Linked DNA regions of Astyanax mexicanus: region 1 is linked to region 2. Evidence: chromatin contacts called from public Hi-C data. All regions are on one chromosome and are shown on one strand. Each heading gives the region's core, a stretch centred on a gene start, on an enhancer-like site or on the middle of the called end of the contact. The rest is flanking DNA. Distances are from core to core; before and after follow the strand shown. Region 1 has its middle 110 kb from the start of fam43a. Region 2 holds the start of fam43a (family with sequence similarity 43 member A).

Region 1 (6,813 bases), core at 4,047-6,546, 110 kb before region 2:
GTGAAGAAATGGTCTGAACATCTTGTTAGGCTTTATTAGGTTCGGTTCAGGTAGCAGATCTCAGTGTGTACATTAGCTTTAATAGACAGAATGTTCCAGTATGTGCTCTGTGTCTGTAGGGTTTTACTGCTTTCCTGCACACAGGGTACTGTGGGTATATTCTGTTGCTGTGTTCTGCTATGTGCTGCGGTTCTGATCCGTGTTCTGTTCGAACAGTGTCTTCCTGCATTGTGCTGCGCTGTACCACTGTGCTCTGCAGTCCATTTACCACCAATGAGGCGAGGATCCTGACATCACTTTTATAGCAGATACTAATGGGGTTCTGCTTCTCAAGATGTTTTATTCCCCTGTCTCCCTCGCACTAACTGGTTTTTTATCATGCTTATATTTTTTTATTTTAAGATCCAACAAAGATTACCTGAGTAAATACAAAAAAATATATATTTTATTATTTTGTTAATAGTCAGAACTAGGCCTGATTACTGCCAGACCTGTAGAATCAAGAAAAGAACCTGTCTGACAACATGAACACTGAACACAAAGAACACTGTTGACCCTTCTCTAAAGGGCAAGGACAACTCATCCAGGAGGTCACAAAAGAACCCAGAACAACATTTGAAGAACTGCAGGTCTCACTCGCCTCAGTTAAGATCAATGTTAATGATTCAATAATAAGAAAGACTGGGTGAAAATGGTCTGATAAAAAACACTGCTGACCAAAAATAGAGAAATACAACCACCCGTCTCACATTTACCAGAAAAAATCTTGTTCCTGAAGGAGAATGTATGTCCAGTTTGTGACCTTAAGCTGAGGCGTACTTGGGTTCTGCAGCAGGACAATGATCCATAGCATTAGCAAAGCTAAGTCCAAGTCTGGTTGAGATGTTGTGGATGATCTTAAACAGGGTATTCATGCTGGAAAACCCTCCAACGTGGCCAAATGAAAGAAATTCTGTAAAGAAGAGTGGAACAAAATCCCTCCACAGAGATGTGAACGACTCGTTGCCATTTATCGGTAAAGCTTGATTGCTGTTGTGACCACCAAGGGTGCAAGGTTACAACAAAGTTATTACTGTAGGTTTAGTAGGAAAATACGTTTTCACACAGGGCCAGGTTGGTTTGAACAGATTTATTTTTTTCATAATTTAAAAACTTTGGTTTAAAAAACAAAATAAATCTGTATGGGGCCAAATGCTTATTTGCAGCACTGTATGCTGAGGTTTAAGGCCCCATCATGCTTTAATTGTAGCACCAACAAGAACCCCCAGTATTGGCCAAGTCAACACTCTGATGTGGGGGTTGTTATGGGTGGAAGGTGATTTAAATGATCTAGAGTGGGTTTGCGTGATTCTAAATGGGCCCCATCACTTCAGCCCACCTTCTTCTCACATTGGTACCATCTAGACCCATTGTATTGTGCATGACCCAAATGGGGCCATTGATAAACCACTTCAGGTACTATTTACTGACCTTGGAACTGATGGACAAATCATTCGGGGGGCTTTTTGGGCTACCTATAAAAATACACCACCTAGCCAAAAAAAGGTCAATCCATTCATCCATTCATTTTTTTTTACCAAGATCTTGCAGCAGCATTGATGATGGTAGAGTCTGACCACTGCTCAAAGCAGCTCTTCTGCATCCAGCACATCCCAAAGATTCTCAATGAGGTTAAGATCTGGACTCTGTGGTGAACTCTCTCTTAATCCAAGTGTGAAAATGATGATCTCATGCTCCCTGAACCTCCATGCTCTCTTTCAAAATTCCAGCCCCATGAATTCTGGCATTCTCGTCATCTTGGAATATTAGGAAATACATCCATTGATGGAATAACTTGGTCTATTTTCAGTATATTCAGGTAGAGTCAGCTGACCTCATTCTTTCAGCACATACTGTTGCTGAACCTAAACCTGCAGACCAACTGCAGCATCAACCCCACATCATTTACTTACTTAAATCCAGATAGAGACATTTTTATTTTGGCCAGGCAGTGTACTTTTAAATTTCTGAAGAAACACAAAATCACTAGGTCTCTGCAAACACAGTTAAATATTGATATAACAATACAGATAAAACCTTCCAGACCAAAACTACATCTACACCAGAACAATCATTTACTTCTTCAGCACGATAGCTCTCGCCCACTCAGACAGAACCGTGATCCAGTACAGTGGGTTGTTCCAGCACTTTAAATCTAGGTCAGATTTCTTTTTAAAAGCCTACATTCAATGATTTTTATCTTTTTCTATTTGAAAAACATGGCAGAACACGCATCTATTGTCTAGCAGTGCTTTCATATCACATACTTTGAGTTCAATTAACGCCATAACCCTTAACTCCAGCATGCTCTATACTGTACCCGACACACTGTAGTCCCTTTGTTCTGTTTCCTCTTCTTCATGGCCTATTTAAACATAAATTGACCTGTTTCAATGATGGAGAGACCCTTACTACAAAATACATTTGCCACTAAAACTAGACTAAAAAGTACTAAATTTAAAATGTACTTTGAGTAAAAGTTACATAGTTACTTTTATTTATTTGATGTAAAAAAAGTACAACAAATCATAAATTAAATTGTTTTTAATTATTTTTCTTTACTGTATTTTTACAGTTTTACAGGGTATATTTTAACTAGCAATTGCTTCAATTCTTTAACTGCTATTTAAATGTTGTTTTTTAAACATTTAAGCAGATTGTTTAATGATAAAATACTTAACACCACATGCTTTCACAGGTTTGATGTGGAAGTTTTGAAAGCTGACAGCTCTGTCCAGCGGGGCACATTTTGCATTGCGTCTTTGCCTCGTTATTCCACACGCGAGCATCCGTGCGCCGGCGCATCCGCGCCAATATATATTTTTTATTCAGACATTTTTTTTCCCAACATTTTATTTTTTACTCAGTAATGGGGAGTTTTCCAATGTAGCGAAGTAGATTACTTGTGTCAAAATGTCCTTGAGTAAAAGTAAAATTACTTATTTTAAAAACTACTTTAAAAATTACAAATTACTCATAAAATCTACTCAATTACAGTAACTTGAGTAAATGTAATTCATTACTTTCCACCTTTGATTATACTTATCATGATCATTTATCAAAACATATAGTGATTGATTGCTAATGTACCTCTTACCTCTCAACACCTATTCTTAGTAGATAGGAGGGGGATTCATTGGTCATCTTTACCAGATGAACAACAAATTGATGTGTGGCGGCACCATGATCAGTGTATGATCATGAATGATATAAAAAGCAACTCAAAAATATGTAATATTGGATTATTTCCTTCTAACAAAAAAAAAAAATAACCTATAGTCTTTTTTTTGTCTAATTTGTTTAACTGCGTTCTCTTAATCTGATTTTAAGATTTTAGATAAAAAAAAAAAACTGATGATGTATTAGCTGCTGATGCAAATCGAAATATACTTTATTAAATAAAGTATAAGACAAAGTGATGGTCAGACTAAACAAGGTCAATACCGCTAAACAGCAGCAACAAGGAGATGACATAGCAAAGTTGATAAACAGTCCAGAAGTCAAAACAAGCCAAGGAAAATTTAGAGGGCAGAATAAAAAACTAGCTGAGTAATACAAAGCAGGGTCAAAACCAGAGTAATACAGGCAATGTAAAAATGCTTTGTACAAAGATAAACTGTCAATACTGAGCAATGATTTATGAGCCCCTTATAGGGTTAAACCATGTGGCCAGTACTCAGGTGACCTGCTTCCTGGAAGCGTCATATGCTGTGTCATGTGATGTCAGTGTGTGGTGCATCCTGGGCTTCAGATTGCAGGCAGAGCTTTCAGTGCCAGGCGTGACAATACTGAAATATAGAAAAAAGGGTTAACAAACTTTCAAGCACCACTGTGCACACAACCAGTCTGCCCTGGACTTGAAGAAGAATTGAGAAAAGGGACTGATGAATGGAAACTAATGTGTTTACTGCTCTAGTAATCAGACACCATGACGAGCTTTTACATCGAATTGTTTTAGTTCATTTGAATGTTGCAAACCATCATCCAAATCAAAGAAACAGAAATCTGACCCATTGAAGTGCAGCTGTGTTGCACAGACGAGCTACAAATTTATGTATGGAGGCACCATGATTGGTGCCAAGATGAATGTCATTAACCTTTATGCAAAACATTTTACTGTAAATTCGTAAGTGTTTGTGATTAAAATAGTATGTATTATCAGTGTTCTCAAGTCTCACGCTTTGAGCGTGTGACACGCCTCAGCGAGTTCACACGCCACACATGGTATTTCTCAGGCTTTCCAATCCATCGGCTGCATATTATAATGTACTCTCGTTGAGCCAATCAGAATATAGATCGCTCTGTTGTAAGGCAGACCTAGTCAAAGAGGGTGTAGTTTCAGCCAGAGTGTCAGGCGCGAAGAACTGTCTGATTCGAAAGTTCTGAAACACATGTCGGTGAACCCCCCCTCCCGTTTAACAACTGAAGAACTGCGTGTAATCTGTGGCTTTTCTTTTTAGACATGCTTGGAGGAAAGTGCTAGATCCCCAGCTCTGATACATCAGCCAACAGACACCCATTAGACTCAGAATGCTGATGGTAAAACTGTGTAACCTGGGATTTTAAACTTATGATCTTCAAGTCATAGTTTCCGCATCTTAGTCTGCTTAGCCACTCTCAGCACAGATAGAACAGTATAAGTAAAAAAAAAAACCTTATAAATTATAATGGACCATAGTGAGAATGGTACCTATAGCACTGGTAAATCCTGTATCTACTGTTACTGTAGATTAGCAATTACTTATAAACAGAAATAAATTGAATCTGAGACAAATCTGTGGTGTCAAATTCTGGAACAACACCTGGAAAGGCAATTTGCTGAACCGACAACATTCTAAAAAACAATCATTGTGAAGTATAAAGAGACTTTGTGCATGTAGGTGGTAACAGGATGTAGTGAAGTTCTTTAGTGCACCCAGTTGCTAAAATGCAGTGTGAAACCAAAACTTAACTGGACTAAATACAGTACAGAATACACTGTAGTAAAAACATCAGCCTCAACAGGTGCCATTGTGCACTCCTAGTAATGAAGTGATGCGGAGGCAGAATATCTGAATCAGATTCTCCGGCTGAAGGGTCTTACAGTCTGACAGACAGTTGGGTGGGAGGGAGTATCTAATGAGCTTTAGTCTCGCTCTGACAGGCAGGTTATCTCCGCATGAAGAAACCAGGATGCGCTCTAATCCCACTGTAATCCCCACTGTGCCGGGTCCTCACACGGCAGAGCACTGTTCAGAGGCAGGAAAGGGCAGTGAATGATTGCAAGGTGGCAAAAAGATGGAGAGAGGCAGCAGCATGATTGAGAGGCAGTAAAGGGCAGCAATAGGCAGCAGGATGATTGAGAGGTGGGGCTCCGAGTGGTCCAGTGGATTAAGGCGCTGTCACTATGATCAGGAGATCGCTGGTTCGAATCCTGTTCATGTAGCTTGCCATCAGCTATACGGTAGCCCTGAGAGCACAGTTGTCCTTGCTCTTTCTGGGTGGGTACAGTAGATAACGCTCTTTCCCCTCATCACTCCTAGGGTGATGTGGATCGGCACAAGGCTGCGTCTGTGAGCTGATGTATCAAAACCGAGTCACTGCGCTTTCCTCCAAGCGTTAGTGCTGTGAGGCAACTCGGAGTCTGACTTTACAGTCTTCACCCTCTTTGTGTTGGGGCATCACTAGTTTAAATTGCGGAAATAATGGGATAAATAAGAAATAAAATTATATTAAAAAAGATAATTGAGAGGCAGTAAAGGCAGTGGGAGCAGCAGAAAAACTCTAAAAAAACATAAAATTTTACAGGGAAATGCTAACGATCTAAACTGTTCTGAAGTGCTGTTGCCATCAAATATGTGTGATAAACTGTTTTACTTTTTATGTTGTTGTGTGTTTCTTACAAAGTACAACAGTGTGTAGTCTTGCCCACCAGGGCTACCTTCAATTTGAGTATACTGTTATATATTATATAATGCTTGACCGGCTTGCCTCAGGGTTGTAGGCCATAAGAACAAGTTACAGTATTCTTTACAGTAATGTTTTTTTACATGAATTTACTCACAATATTGGATAAACTATGCCCATAAATAGAGTGTACATTGTTACCTCTATTATAATGAGTAGATGCTATAGATCGTTTTTACTGCAAACATTAGGTTTGAAGGCATTTTAGAAAACAGTTAATTACTTATGAGTATATAATACAGCAGATGCACTGTAAAATAACAGTAATATCCTGGGTAGTTAATATAAAGCAAATAGTGTCAAATAACTGTAACATGCAGTTAATTATTGTAATTTTACAGCGTGGGGTCTGTCGCTGGGCTCTGTCGCTGTCTGACTGGGGGATTTATCCCCAGGGGCTTTGTTACCGTTGGGAACTGTGGTCTCCCAGTTATCTGCAGGGTATTTAGAGCAATGAGATTAAGAGCATTACATTTAACCGTTCTCTTTCTGAACAGCAGTAGCAGTAGCAGTAGCAGATCACACAGGGCTTTATCTGACCGGGAGATAATGCCCGAAAGGACTCTGTGACTCTGATACTGAAGACTCACTGACATAAAGCAGGGACAGTTAAATTGACCTATTTAACCTGTTTAAACTCCACTCTTTTGGACTTGTTGATGATAACAGTCTGGGCGGTCTTTTTTCTTGTGTTAACGTCTTCTAATAAAGATCTGGAACACTTGTTCTTTTGAACACACTGAAAGTTTCCACTGTGTGATGGTCCATCCCAGATATCTCTGAGCCAGTAGAGAAATGAACACTGAGTTTGGACAGGGTTAACATGGT
Region 2 (7,051 bases), core at 3,143-5,642:
AGTAACTTATTATACTTAACTTAACTTAACTTCTCTGATCCTAAATCAGTCAATCATTATACAAAATATAACCGCATACCCAAGCAAAGTTGGCCCTGGTAGGCATGACTGCACACTGATGGGGAGCTAGGGGTGTGGACAAACACATTATGCAAATAAAGCATGACATGGGCCAATAGGAAAGATTATCTTACATTTTGTTTAGGATACTATGAAATTAGATTATTTCATTGGGTCTTGGTCAGTTTACGTAATATTTGCTTAAAATATGGAGTAAATTCTACCCAAACAAAGTGAGAGCAAACTGTTGCTTTAAATTTATTGACTATACTCTTTATATTTAATTTTTTTACAGTCTATAAATGGGTAAATTTTAGGAAGTTTCTGCATGTGGTACGTGTGATGTGTTTTTTTTCTGGTGGTCACACCATCACACTCCAGCAAGAACATAGCAGACGTTTGTAGTCTAGTATGAAGATGATCCGTGCAGAGGCTCAAGAGAACTCCAGTTTTACAAACCCAAGTCTAACTAAGCTTTAACTTTAATATATATTTACATTATTCTTTGTGTAAAATACATTCATTTTTAATAAGCATATATGCAGCTGAAACACTAGGGAGGCGCCTAGTGCAAAATCCCAAATTATATTATCAACATTAACATTTTAATATTTTAACATTATTATAGTCATTATGGCTTTTAGAAAAATGTGCCTGGATGAGGGGAGGTAGTGTGTTATAGAGTAAGTAAAGCTTTTGTCTTTAATGGCTTTATTTTTCCCCATACATTACTTTTACTTTAATACTTTAGGTACTTTTACAACCAGTACTCTTTTAAACACTTTTACTTAAAGAGTAAAAAGCTTGAATTGATATTTTTTTAATACCTAGTATCTATACTACTCTTCTGCCTGAGTAATGAATGTGAATTCTTTTGTCACCTTTAATTAAAAAATGCTCTATACGTTCTATAATCTTATTTCTATGACTGTGTCAAAATTCGGTAGTCCCATGTGGCTGGAAGACTAAATATACAGCTCTGGAAAAAATTAGGAGAGAGCACATTAGTTTCTGAATCAGTTTCTCTGATTGTGCTTTTTATAGGTTTATGTTTGAGTAAAATAAACATTGTTGTTTTATTCTATAAACTACAGACAACATTTCTCCCAAATTCCAAATAAAAATCTCGTAATTTGGAGCATTTATTTACAGGAAATGAGAAATGGCTGAAATAACAAAAAGGATGCAGAACTTTCAGACTTCAAATAATGCAAAAAAACAAACAAGTTCATATTCATAAAGTTTTAAGTGTTTAGAAATCAATATTTGGTGGAATAACCCTGGATTTTAATCACAGTTTTCATGCATCTCTGTCTGTTCTCCTCCACCAGTCTTACACACTGCTTTTAGATAACTTTATGCATTTACTCCTGGTGCAAACAAAATCAAGCAGTTCAGGTTTTCAATTTGGTAAAATCAAAGACACTTATCATTTTTAAGTGCTCTCTTATTTTTTTCTAGAGCTGAATGTAGAATGTAATATAATAAATATTAAACACTTCCATATAGATGATTTATTAATAGTAAATTGATTTAAATATGTTAAAATCAGAATTGTGCTCAGAGAAGACTACGTGTTTAGATGTGGGCAGGAATGGGTTAAGTCAAATAATCAGCAAATTCTCCAGAGTCTGAGCGAGCTGAGCTGCCTCCTGATTTCCTCCTTATCTCTCTGAAGTGACAGACGAGGCACTGTCCTGTCCTCCTTACGCACAGTATCATCACAATGTCTTGTAGAGTAGAATATACACAGTACTTTAACTTTAACTCAATTTAACTCACATTAAAAAAAGTGCATAACACTGGCCTGTACCATTCTTCTGTTTTTTTATTGGTAATTAAGTGAGGTTCACAAAAACAAACCACATTTACCTCTTTAAAAATAATAAACATTATGAACATATTTGAATATATTTACATCTCGGTACACCGCAATGTTGTTGTCTCTTTTGCACAGCAAAGATAGAACATTGGCGTTTATAAGAACATTGAAAAGGAGACGACAGTATGTACAAAACTTGTTAATAGAACGACTTAATTACAGCACAGTGCAAAAATATAGAACAGAAAGTGGAACATCCTGAAAGTAGCTAGCATTGTCGGGGGCAAACTACAGCAAAAAAAAAAAAAAAGGGAGTAAAATCGCTCAGGGCCGTCGTTTCCACAAAAAAAAAGAGAAAAGAAGAGAAAAAAGAGACGCATTTCCTTTGGGGGAAATGGATCGGGTAAACAAGTTCAGATGTAAAACGTACACAGCCAAAGCCCCTAGTGTTGCATTAAGTCTTTACAGTGCTGGATTAACTCTTACCGTATTAACTCTTACAGTGTTGGATTACCTAATAGTGTTGGCCTAACTCTCGCAGGGTTGAGTTAACTCTTACAGTGCAGATCTGCACTCTAAAAAAAAATGTTTTTTCAATTTTTTTAAAGTTCTTTATGCAGTTTTTCTCTTGAGCCACATTAAGTTCTTTATAAGTAAAGAATCTACAATAGAATGGTATAAATAAGAGGTTTCACCCTTTTTTTTTGTACAGAAACTTATATTATATAACTTATACTATATTTATTCTAGAGTGCAGCGTGTAGAGTTAACTCAACCCTGCATGTTTTCAGTGCAGACTGCAGGAGCTGTGCAGATCCACTTTCTCCATTTGGCTGTGTAGCTGAGGAGAGCACCGCTTTGCTCCTTTCTCCTGCCCAACTCAACGCTGGATTGGACAAGAAGGAGGGTGCTTTGAGCTCAGCCAAAGGCCTTTAGTTTGTCCTGTGGTTTGTCACGCATTTGTCCTGTGTTCTCTCCAGTTCAAGGTGGTGAACACTGTGAAAAACACTGAGAAAAAAAGCCCAGAACACAGTTTTTCATCTTCATCTTTCAAGTCATACGGATAAGGTGGCACAAACCCCATACCCTCCCAGACCCAACGTCACCACTTCCCCAGGGCTGGCAGACTCAGTCCAGGACCACAGAGTGGACCGACGTGTGGACCAAAGAGTGCGTCACTGTAAACCATCGGGAACCTCGCTGGGAAGTGAAAAAAAACTAAACAAAACAGAGGGGGTTTCACCTCCTGTCCACCTCAGCCCACCTCCTGCATGTGCCCGTCCTGCTCAGAGTGCGGCGGGTTCACCGTCTCCGGGCTGCTCTCGATGGACGACTCGCTGCCCGTGCTTTCGCCCGACAGCAGCCGGGTCACCCTTAGATCAGCCCGCAAAGTCTGCACATCGTTTCCAATTGCCATCTCTCCCAGGTCACTGATGATCTGGGCCAGCTCAGCCTGTCCCGCACCGTTCAGGACCTCGTCCCCCTGGAATCGGGCGGACGCCTTCTCTTCTGCCTCCTCTCCCAGAGAGTCCTCGGTGATGGAACCCAACTTGGGCGCACTGCGGCTGCGCTCCACCGGCGGCCTGTAGCAGCACTGGCCGTTGAGGAGCTTGCGAAGTGGCACCAGAGGCACGGTGCGCTCGCCCACCAGCTGCTGCTGCTGGTGCCGGGCATCGTCTCGTCTCTTGAGCCGCTTGAACTCTGCCAGGGCGGCCGCCGACGTCTGGTACAGGAGCAGTGCCATGGCTTTAGCCTTCTCTGGCTTGGACACGAGCACGGCGTGGCATCGCAGCATGACCGCCTTGTGCTTCAGCTCGTGCCGGTAGATCCAGGCGAAGATCTTGGGTAGGCGTGGGTCGGCCACGCAGTAGGTGACCCGGTGCAGAAGGTAGAGGTGTCCGGGTCGGCGCGCCCGCTCGTCGGAGTGCACCATGCGGATGCCCTGAGAGCTGACGGTCAGCTTCATCTTGGTGCCACTCTTGCCCATGTCGCTCTTGGCCCAGATCTTGCTCACCGCCACGTCCGTGCAGCCGTCCCCTTTGGACTGGATGGTGGTGGCGTTGCCCAGGTACAGCACGGTGTAGGTGGGGTCCTCACCTGTGATCTTCACTTTCCTTCGCTTGGACTTGAACATGCTGCCCACCCGGTGCAGGGCGCTCTCCGGGCACGACCTGGCGAAGGAGGTGAGGGCTGAGTAGTTGAGGCTCACGGCATAGCCCTTCTGCTTGGACTGCTTGTCGTCCTCGATCAGGTCGAACTTGTTCTTCTTCCAAGGCAACATGATCCACGCGCTGCACGTGGAGCTTCAGAAGGCGCGCTCAGGACAGACCCACCCCCTCAAACCCTGACTAAACTCTACAGACTGCCAGTCTAGACTTATACCAGCCTAATGCACTCACTACATTCCTCAGCTCCCGGACCGCTGCACTGCCGCACGAGCTACAGTATCTCTCCGCGCGCTCCGCTCCTCCCCGCATCGTCTCGAGCCTGAAACTGACAGCAGCGCGAGCGAAGCAGCGCTTATGAGCTGGACTGAACCATCTGAGCCGCGGGGAGGGGGAGCAGCTCTGAGCGCGGGACCAACCAACACACACAGCTTCCGGGGACCGACTCAGACAACTGTGCCCAACAAACACAGCAAAATATCACAGTCTAACGTCGCATAAACGTTGTCCAAACTTTGCTCGGTGTATGTTTCATCAACGTAATCAAATTACATTGCCTTTTTTCGCTATTAGAACACCTTTTAACAACTTTCCAAGGACGTAGTGCACTTCAGCGTTAAGACAATGTTTCCTAAACATTGAACAAACTTTAGTTTTTGGTTGCATTACATCATCACTTTTTAATGTTGATATTGGAAAAACAAACCTTAAAACAAACTTTATTTAACATTGGCTAAAAGGTTGGTGTTGAAATTCTGATATTTAAAGTAGATTTGAAGGACTCTAGACGTTTATTTGAAGGCTTTTTCATGGGTGGGATTCTGATTCTACACTCAAATAGTTTTTAGAGAAAGGCTGCTTCCCACAAGCAACAACCATAATAATCCTAATTATTTTACTATTTTATTTATTTCTGACCCATAAATAATAATAAAAATAAATAAATAAATAAATAAATAAATAAATAAATAAATAAATAATAATAATAATAATAATAATAATAATAATAATAATAATAATAATAATTGTATATATCTAAGTTAAATCAAATAATTAATATAAAACCATAAATCAATGTTAAATCAACATAAAAGCAATGTGCACAAATAAATCATGAATGTATTAAAGACAGAATAATACAATTTTGCTATCTGGGTTGTGGGCACCACAATAATAGGTTGTAAGTAACTGTGTTTAATGGCTGTCTGTTTTTATATATACACCTACATACATTTATTTTCTTATGTTTAATGGTTCCTGTGATGTTCTGTTTCACTTATAATAACTCTTTAAATTTTTTTTTTTTTATTTTAAGGTGAAAATATCTTCCTTATTTAATAATAATAATAATAATACTTATTATTATTATTATTATTATTATTATTATTAAGGCAACACAACCGTATGCATAATGATAAAAAAATACAATAAGGTGATATCTGCTGCCATCTACTGGAGGATAAAGGTATCCGCACCCTCATTTAAAGACAAGCACACTGCGCTACTGCGTTCATACAACTGTGTTCAAATGTTACAGTGCTTATGTTTAATGTTTAATTAAATTAGCATTTTTAAGTTATAAGACAAGCTTCTGTTGATTTTCTAGAACTTTCATCATATTTCACATCTTCTGTCTAAATTTTAGTGGTTAAACACATCCTGCTCATTTTACTGAATTCCTTTAGTCCATAAGAGCTGAGACCCATTTCTGAATGCCAATTTCTAAATTCAATCTGATAAATTCAGTGAGCAGCTCATTCATGTTTTTTCTTCTTTTGGGCACATGACTGCTAATATATTAAGATTAAAATCTTGATGTAACACAAATGACGCAGCAACTTTAATAACTCATATTTTAACATTGGCTCCAGAAATCAGGTCAGAGCTTGTTATATGGGTCAAAAATTATTTAATAAAAGCTTTTGAATGATTAAATTGTTAACTCAAAAAATATGCTAGTTCTATCTCCAGTACTCCTCTCTTGATGTTTCCATCACTTAGGAAAAGTGAAGGACAGAGCTTTAAGGAACTTTACACAGCTTGTAATGGGTCTGTGACACATATAACTTCTAAATGGCCTCTTTTGGGTTAGTAACAACTCACTTCTGCTCTAAGAGAGGACTTATAAAAGAGTCAAATTACTAATATTTTGATAAAAAATAAAGTTCTGCAACATAAGAATAGACTTTTTGTGAACATTGAATTTCCATTGATTCAATGTTATAATTGTTTATGCATTATTTGTATTAAACTTAACTTTATATATTTAGTATATATGTATTGTTTGTATACTATATAGCTTGTTTGGTGTTCTTGCACTGGCTAGCATTACTGCTACTGTGAGCTGATTGGTTGGTGAGCTTTAGGTTTATACTTGAATATTAAAAGCTCTATTGTATTCGGTACCAAAACACGTGATAATGTTCTGTCTATATATTTGTGTAAGACTGGTGGAGAAGAAAATGAAAAGATGTATAAAAACTGTGATTAAAAAACAGGGTTATTTCACCAAATATTTATTTCTGAACTTTTAAAACTTTATGAATATAAACTTGTATAATTTGAGGTCTGAAAGCTCTGCATCTTTTTTGTTATTTCAGCCATTTTTCATTTTCTGCAAATAAATACTCTAAATTACAACCAGTACTTTTACATTTTTACTTGAGTTGATACTTCTACTTCTAAAATTATTTTAACTCTCGTATCTATACATCTACCTAATGAGTGAGAAATAAATGTAAATACTTTTCACACCTTTGCTCATTTAGTTTTAAGCATTTTCTCTAAAGAAGCTACTACTATAATACATTCGATTATAATTTGGGGTAAATATAACATACACAAAATTTAATTTGCTTAAAACAACAACAAAAAAAATCCTTATTCCAAACATTTGTTTATTTGGATTTATATAATGATATACACAATAAAAAAAATAGTTTTAAGCTTATCAATTTAATTTGACTTTTTTTTATTAGTATTAAACTGGCCTATTGCTTTTTAA

What was found. A called contact is a pair of places that touch in the nucleus more often than the background predicts.
Region 1: a contact with region 2 is called in a Hi-C map of muscle, with 15 times the contacts expected there. The contact joins the enhancer-like site here to the promoter of fam43a in region 2. A contact is called at or near these places in 2 of 3 Hi-C or Micro-C datasets (both in muscle).

Annotation. Positions count from the first base shown.
Region 1 is chr16:5,415,109-5,421,921 of AstMex3_surface, reverse strand. No RefSeq gene overlaps it. Among protein-coding and RNA genes, the nearest start is that of fam43a, 110 kb to the right of the region's middle. Within about 2 kb of position 5,296, the one cell type or tissue checked has an H3K27ac peak away from gene starts, as active enhancers do.
Region 2 is chr16:5,308,748-5,315,798 of AstMex3_surface, reverse strand. It overlaps fam43a (family with sequence similarity 43 member A), which reads right to left and starts at 4,392. Exons shown (of 1, transcript XM_007252575.4): 1 at 1,871-4,392. The coding sequence starts at 4,163. The coding sequence ends at 3,138.